Linked DNA regions of Sus scrofa: region 1 is linked to region 2. A link is a contact called in public HiChIP or PLAC-seq data. All regions are on one chromosome and are shown on one strand. Each heading gives the region's core, a stretch centred on a gene start, on an enhancer-like site or on the middle of the called end of the contact. The rest is flanking DNA. Distances are from core to core; before and after follow the strand shown. Region 1 overlaps STIM1 (stromal interaction molecule 1). Region 2 overlaps STIM1 (stromal interaction molecule 1).

Region 1 (2,831 bases), core at 260-2,759, 150 kb after region 2:
GCGCAGTGGTTAACGAATCCGACTAGGAAGCATGAGGTTGCGGGTTCGGTCCCTGCCCTTGCTCAGTGGGTTAACGATCCGGCGTTGCCGTGAGCTGTGGTGTAGGTTGCAGACGCGGCTCGGATCCCGAGTTGCTGTGGCTCTGGCGTAGGCCGGTGGCTACAGCTCCGATTCGACCCTAGCCTGGGAACCTCCATATGCCGCGGGAGTGGCCCAAGAAATAGCAACAACAACAACAACAAAAGACAAAAAGACAAAAAAAAAAAAAAAATTTAAACATAGAATTACCATATGGCCCAGCAATTCTACCCCTGGTATCTACCCCCCAAGAAGTGAAAACAGATACTCAAACAAGTACATGTACCCACATGTTCACAGCAGCACTCCTGACAATAACCAAAAGGCAGAATCAGCCCAAATGTCCATTAACAGATGAGTGGATAAATACATTGCCAATAAAAAGGAATGAAATACTGCTTTATTCTACATGCTACATGCTACAACATGGATGAACCTCTAAAATATTATGCTAAGTAAAAAAGGCCAGACACAAATATGTGATTCCATTCATAAGAAATATCCAGAATAGGTAAATCCGCAGAGACAGAACGCAGCTTGGTAGCTGCAAGGAGACGGGGATGGGGCTGGGGGCAACAGGAACCACTGCTTAAGGTATTGGTTTCCTTTGGACGTGGTTTGGAATCGGATAGAGACGGTGGTTGTAAAGCACTGTGAATGCACTAAAAACCACTGAATCATGTGTGTGAATGGTCAATGTTATGTGAATTTCACATCAATTTTTTTTTTCAAAAGATGACTGTCTCAGGCATTATACTCTGAAAGGAAAAACTCAAAGCGACCTGGCGTTTCCCTATCCACCTGCTCCTTCTTGACCTTCCGGGAAGCCTGCCCTCCCGTCCTGCCATCACAGCAACAGGGATGTTGCCTTGCTCTCATTTTCAAATCGTTTCCTAGGTCAGGCCATGTAAAGTCGCTAATGAGAAAGCAAACTCCCTTTGAAACAGGTCCATGTGTACCTGTTCCCTTTCCCCTAGAGCAGGTCACAGGCAGAGAGCAGGATGCACGCCTTCCCTTGAAGCAGCAGGTTGGAGCTGTCTGCGTAGGGAGTCAGAGTCTGAGTGGCCAGGGAGACCAAAGACACACGCCTCACACAAGGCCTGAATCAGATTTATTTTTCCTTGGGGAAAGGGTGGGGGTTCAAGAGAAATAGAGAAGTATTTAACAAACAACTCGGAAGCAATATCTGGTTTCCGAACTAACTAAACTCCCTCAATAATAACTGGGTTCTTGACCTTTCAGAAGCAACAATTCTGATGCCCACGTCTTTCAGAAGAACATAAAAGACTTTACTCCCCAAGTTTGACACGGAGGCCAGGCCTCAGCAGCCCACATGCTGTTTTCATTGCCCTTGGGAGGCAGACCTGGAGGCCAGAGTCTTTGGGCCCAGCCTTCACGCTCAGCCATAAGGCTCCGATACAGCAGACACATCATCACTGAAGCCCCGAGCTCACTCACGCCACAGGGAGTGACCTGCCAGGGCCACAGGCACCTCCTCCACAGGCTCCTCATGCCTTAGAGCCACACTGACAATAAAGTCCACCCACAGGTACTTCCTTTCACCCAGGGCCATTAGGTGGCCCTTAAGCACATTCTTGCCAGAGCCCTAAGCCTGATAAGGACTTGCCCGGGGCCACGAGGCCAACACACAAAGGCAAGGCCAGATTTTAAACTCTGGTCTGCGTGCTTCCAAACGTCACGCCATCGCACAGGCCAGCACCACGAATCCCGCCCCAACAGGTCCGTGTGTCCAGGAGAAAATGCTCCGATCACTCAAAATAAATCAATGCTTCTAGTTTAACATTAATTTAACAGTAATTCTCAGAGACAGTAACAGGCAGTAACAACCCAGAGTACCGACACCCCGAGAGGCACCTGAGAGTGCTATCCGGGCCGCTCCACCCTTCTCCAGGACACCGATCTAGCTTCCTGAAAACCCAACCATCTGTGCTCTGCCTTGGATAGCCCTTGAAGGCAAGAGGAGAAACGCCCAGGAGAAACACAATTGCGGAAGGCATGGCAAACAAAACACCATGCCAGGAGTTCCTGTCGTGGCGCAGCGGAAACGAACCCAACTAGTATCCATGAGGGTATGGGTTCGATCCCTGGCCCCACGCAGTGGGTTAAGAATCTGGTGTTGCCGTGTGCTGTGGGGTAGGTCGAGGATGCAGCTCAGATCCCAGGTCGCTGTGGCTGTGGTGTAGGCCAGCAGCTGTAGCTCAGATTCGACCCCTAGCCTAGGAACCTCCAAGTGCCGCAGGTGCTGCCCGAAAAAAAAGAAAAAAAAGAAAATCAACAGACCTGAGACCCAGTCTCAGTTCTGCCCCTAATTACTTATATGACCCTGGGAGGTCATCTGCCTTCTTTGAATCTGTTTTCTCTGCTATAATATGCAAATAACAATTCCCTCCCATCATACCTCACAGGTTTGCTATGGACATAAGAAGCACAAAACAGGTCTTGAAGGTGAGAGTGCTTTGAAAAGTGCAAAGCACAAATTAATCTGAGGGGTCATTATGACATGACTACCACAGGCTGGCTGGAGAGAAGATTCATGCCCATGAAACAATTAGAAGGTGAAAGAGTAGTTAATTCAGTGCCCAGTTACATGGCACAAACTAAGAAGATTACGGTCAGGAGAGGGGTAGTCTCTGGGATTGGTCAGAGACACTGCATAGAAAGAAGGCCAGGGCTGAAGGGGATACAGAGCAACACGGCAGCAAAAGCTTGTAGCCAGGGAGGGCAAAGGGCGG
Region 2 (2,815 bases), core at 182-2,681:
AGCTGAAAACGAAGGCTCTCTCAAGGGCTGCCCTGTGTGTTTCTGAGCTTTCCTGCCCGTCACCTGCTGGTAGTCTGCGAGTTCCTTGGGGCCAGGGCACGAGATTCATTTATCCCTGTAGCCTCATCCTTAGCTTAGAGCCTGACCGGAGCAGGTACTTAGCAAAGGTGGAAAGGAGAGGAAAGGGGAAGAGGAAAGGGAGGTTTTAGCAGGAAAGGGAGGCAAGATATAAAATGAATGGGGAAGGAAAATACCAGCCCCTGGGACCAAGAGGAGTAAGCTAGCTGTCCTGCACAACCCCCGCACCAGCTCGGCTCTCACAACCCACTTCATACCACTGGAGGGCCAGTGTAGGAGTTCTGATTGTGGTGCAGCGGAAACAAATCCAACCAGGAACCATGAGGTTGTAGGTTCGATCCCTGGCCTCGATCAGCGGGTTAAGGATCCGGCGTTGCCGTGAGCTGTGGTGTAGGTTGGAGACGCAACTCGGATCTGGTGTTGCTGCGGCTGTGGTACAGGCTGGTAGCTACAGCTCCGATTAAACCCCTAGCCTCCATATGTCACAGGTGCGGCCCTAAAAAGACAAAAAAAAAAAAGAAAAAAAAAATAGCCAGGGTAACAGAAGACCACGGCGCTCTCATGAACACAGACATGGCTAGCTAGGTGAACAGCGCTAACCAGGGGAAGCTGGTTAGGACCTGGGAAGCCAGAGGGTGGCAGAATTCCCAGCCTGAGTGCTACAAATAGATTTTAGCAAAATGAGGTCAACTGTTAGCACAATCAGGCTTCAGGCGCGGGAGGAGGGTGTAAACAAATGAGATGCTGACGTGTGAACAGAGTCAGGGGTAATGGTGAGAACGTGCAGGGTGCCAGCTGGCCTCCAAATCATGATCACTTTCTGGAATGCCCTCTCCGACCTGGTCCCTCCACCTCTCCACTGCCCACAGAACCGCGGGTCCGGCAGATAGAGCCACGCGCCCCTTACTGCCAAAGTATGTGCTAGGAATGGCTTTTGTCATTTATACAGCCTTCTGGGCTGAGAAGTCTGTTTAACTTGTAAACAGACTGGGCTCTACTCCCTGGCGGTTGTAGCCAAAAAAAAAAAAAAAAAAAAAAAGCCTTAGCTGCCTCACCCATCCACGACCCTCCATAGGAAGCAGTTGTCCCCACAACCAAGCTGGACCACACTTTTCTTCCACCTGCCCCAAGCCCGCAGCCCCGGAAAGGCCCAGCCTCCTTCGGGATAACTTCTAGCATTCATTTCCTGGCACCTGCTCCCTGCCAGGCCTTGGGCTGAGGGCTGATGACAGATGATCAGACATTTCCACCGTCAAGGAGTTCCCAGCGTAAAGAGTAACAGATGGGGAAACAGATTGTTAGAAAGACAGCAGGTACAATCATTCGCTGTGCACCGGAAACTAACACCACGCCCATAAGCCCATCTGCTTCCCAGGGGCGGGGGCATCCGAAACGACAGCAACAAAGAGCTGCAGGTCCCCCGAGGACAGGAAGGGGCTAGATCGGCATCCTGGGCAAGGCTTGAAGGGCAGGCCAGACGAACACGACAAGAGGGAGAAAGAGGGAAGGCAGAGCTGGCAGAGCCCAGAGCCCGCTTGCCAGAGGCAGCCACTCCTATGTCCTGAGAGCTTTGCCTCACATCTGAGCCACCCTGGAAGGAACACAAGGTGTGGCCACCTTTCCCCTTCACCACTGCCCCCCACCCAAGAACTACCGTGCAGGCCTCTCTCCACCCCTTCTCAACACCCCTGCTGGAAGCACAAAGTGCACACAGGCCCAGCCCGGGACTGGCCTCAGGGGGCCTATGCCAACAGGAGCGGCCGTGCACGCAGGGGAAATGCGGAGAGAACCTCAGGAACCGGCCTGAGGTCACGGGGCCGTGGGTTTGCTTGATTTCGGAGCCGGAACCCTTATATCTTGTCTCCTCTACCCAGAGTGGAGGGCAGGATAACACAGTAGAAAAGAACGTTGAAATCTAAGTTAAAGACCTAGGAGTGTGTCAGGGCTCCACTATTTAAAAGGTGAACAACCTCTAAAACCTCCACCTCTGGTGCCTCCGCATCACCTGAGCCTCAGTCTGCCCCTCAGTACATCACCAGCTGCCGCGGGGAGGCAGCAGCTTCGACCCCAACCTGAACATGGCCTGGGGGCCTCCGTGCTCGGAGCACACCTAGGCCCTGCCTCCCGGCGCTGTCAGCAGAGCCCCAGGAGGGCCAGCCTGGAGCCAGCTCTGCAGGTGGAAAAGACCGGAAGGCACTCGGGCTGCTCTGTGGCCGCATGAGGAGGACCAGGCTGCCTTCCACTGTCAGCAAATGGACCCAGGAGCTCCCGCCATGGCTCAGCGGTAACGAACACCACTAGTGTCCTTGAGGACGAAGGTTTGATCCCTGGCCTCGCTCAGTGGGTTGAGGATCCGGCATTGCCGTGCGCTGTGATGTAGGCCCCAGACTCGGCTCGGATCCTATGTTTCTGTGGCTGTGGTGTAGGCGGGCAGCTATAGCTCCAATTCGACCCCTCGCCTGGGAACCTCCATATGCCATGGGTTCGGCCCTAAAAAGACAGACAGACAGACAAAGAAAGAGAGAGAGAGAGAGGAAGGAAGGCGGGCAGGAAGGAAACAGAGCCTGAGGTGGCCCTGGGCAGATTCAGCCGATTCCTCTTCCCTCCCCAGCTCTGAGGCTGCTGTGGGCAGGGGGTCCTGCTCACTCCGTGGGCCCTCCTGGCTACTACAGCAAACCTATGGTTTGAGATTTCTCGAGCCTCAGACCAAAGGCAGGACTTTCCTCAAGATGAGGCA

Evidence for each region. HiChIP or PLAC-seq counts read pairs in DNA pulled down with a chosen protein or histone mark.
Region 1: an H3K27ac HiChIP or PLAC-seq map of skeletal muscle shows a contact between it and region 2. The contact joins two enhancer-like sites. A contact is called at or near these places in 2 of 47 Hi-C or Micro-C datasets (both in liver) and 2 of 2 datasets of contacts at active chromatin or transcription factors (alveolar macrophages and skeletal muscle).

What each region holds. Positions count from the first base shown.
Region 1 is chr9:6,243,547-6,246,377 of Sscrofa11.1, forward strand. All of the region lies in intron 1 of STIM1 (stromal interaction molecule 1), which reads right to left. Among named protein-coding and RNA genes, the nearest start is that of STIM1, 24 kb to the right of the region's middle. Within about 2 kb of position 1,510, at least 9 of the 83 cell types and tissues checked have an H3K27ac peak or open chromatin away from gene starts, as enhancers often do. A contact at or near this core is called in liver and skeletal muscle, where this site is marked.
Region 2 is chr9:6,093,525-6,096,339 of Sscrofa11.1, forward strand. All of the region lies in intron 5 of STIM1 (stromal interaction molecule 1), which reads right to left. Among named protein-coding and RNA genes, the nearest start is that of RRM1, 30 kb to the left of the region's middle. Within about 2 kb of position 1,432, at least 42 of the 83 cell types and tissues checked have an H3K27ac peak or open chromatin away from gene starts, as enhancers often do. A contact at or near this core is called in liver and skeletal muscle, where this site is marked.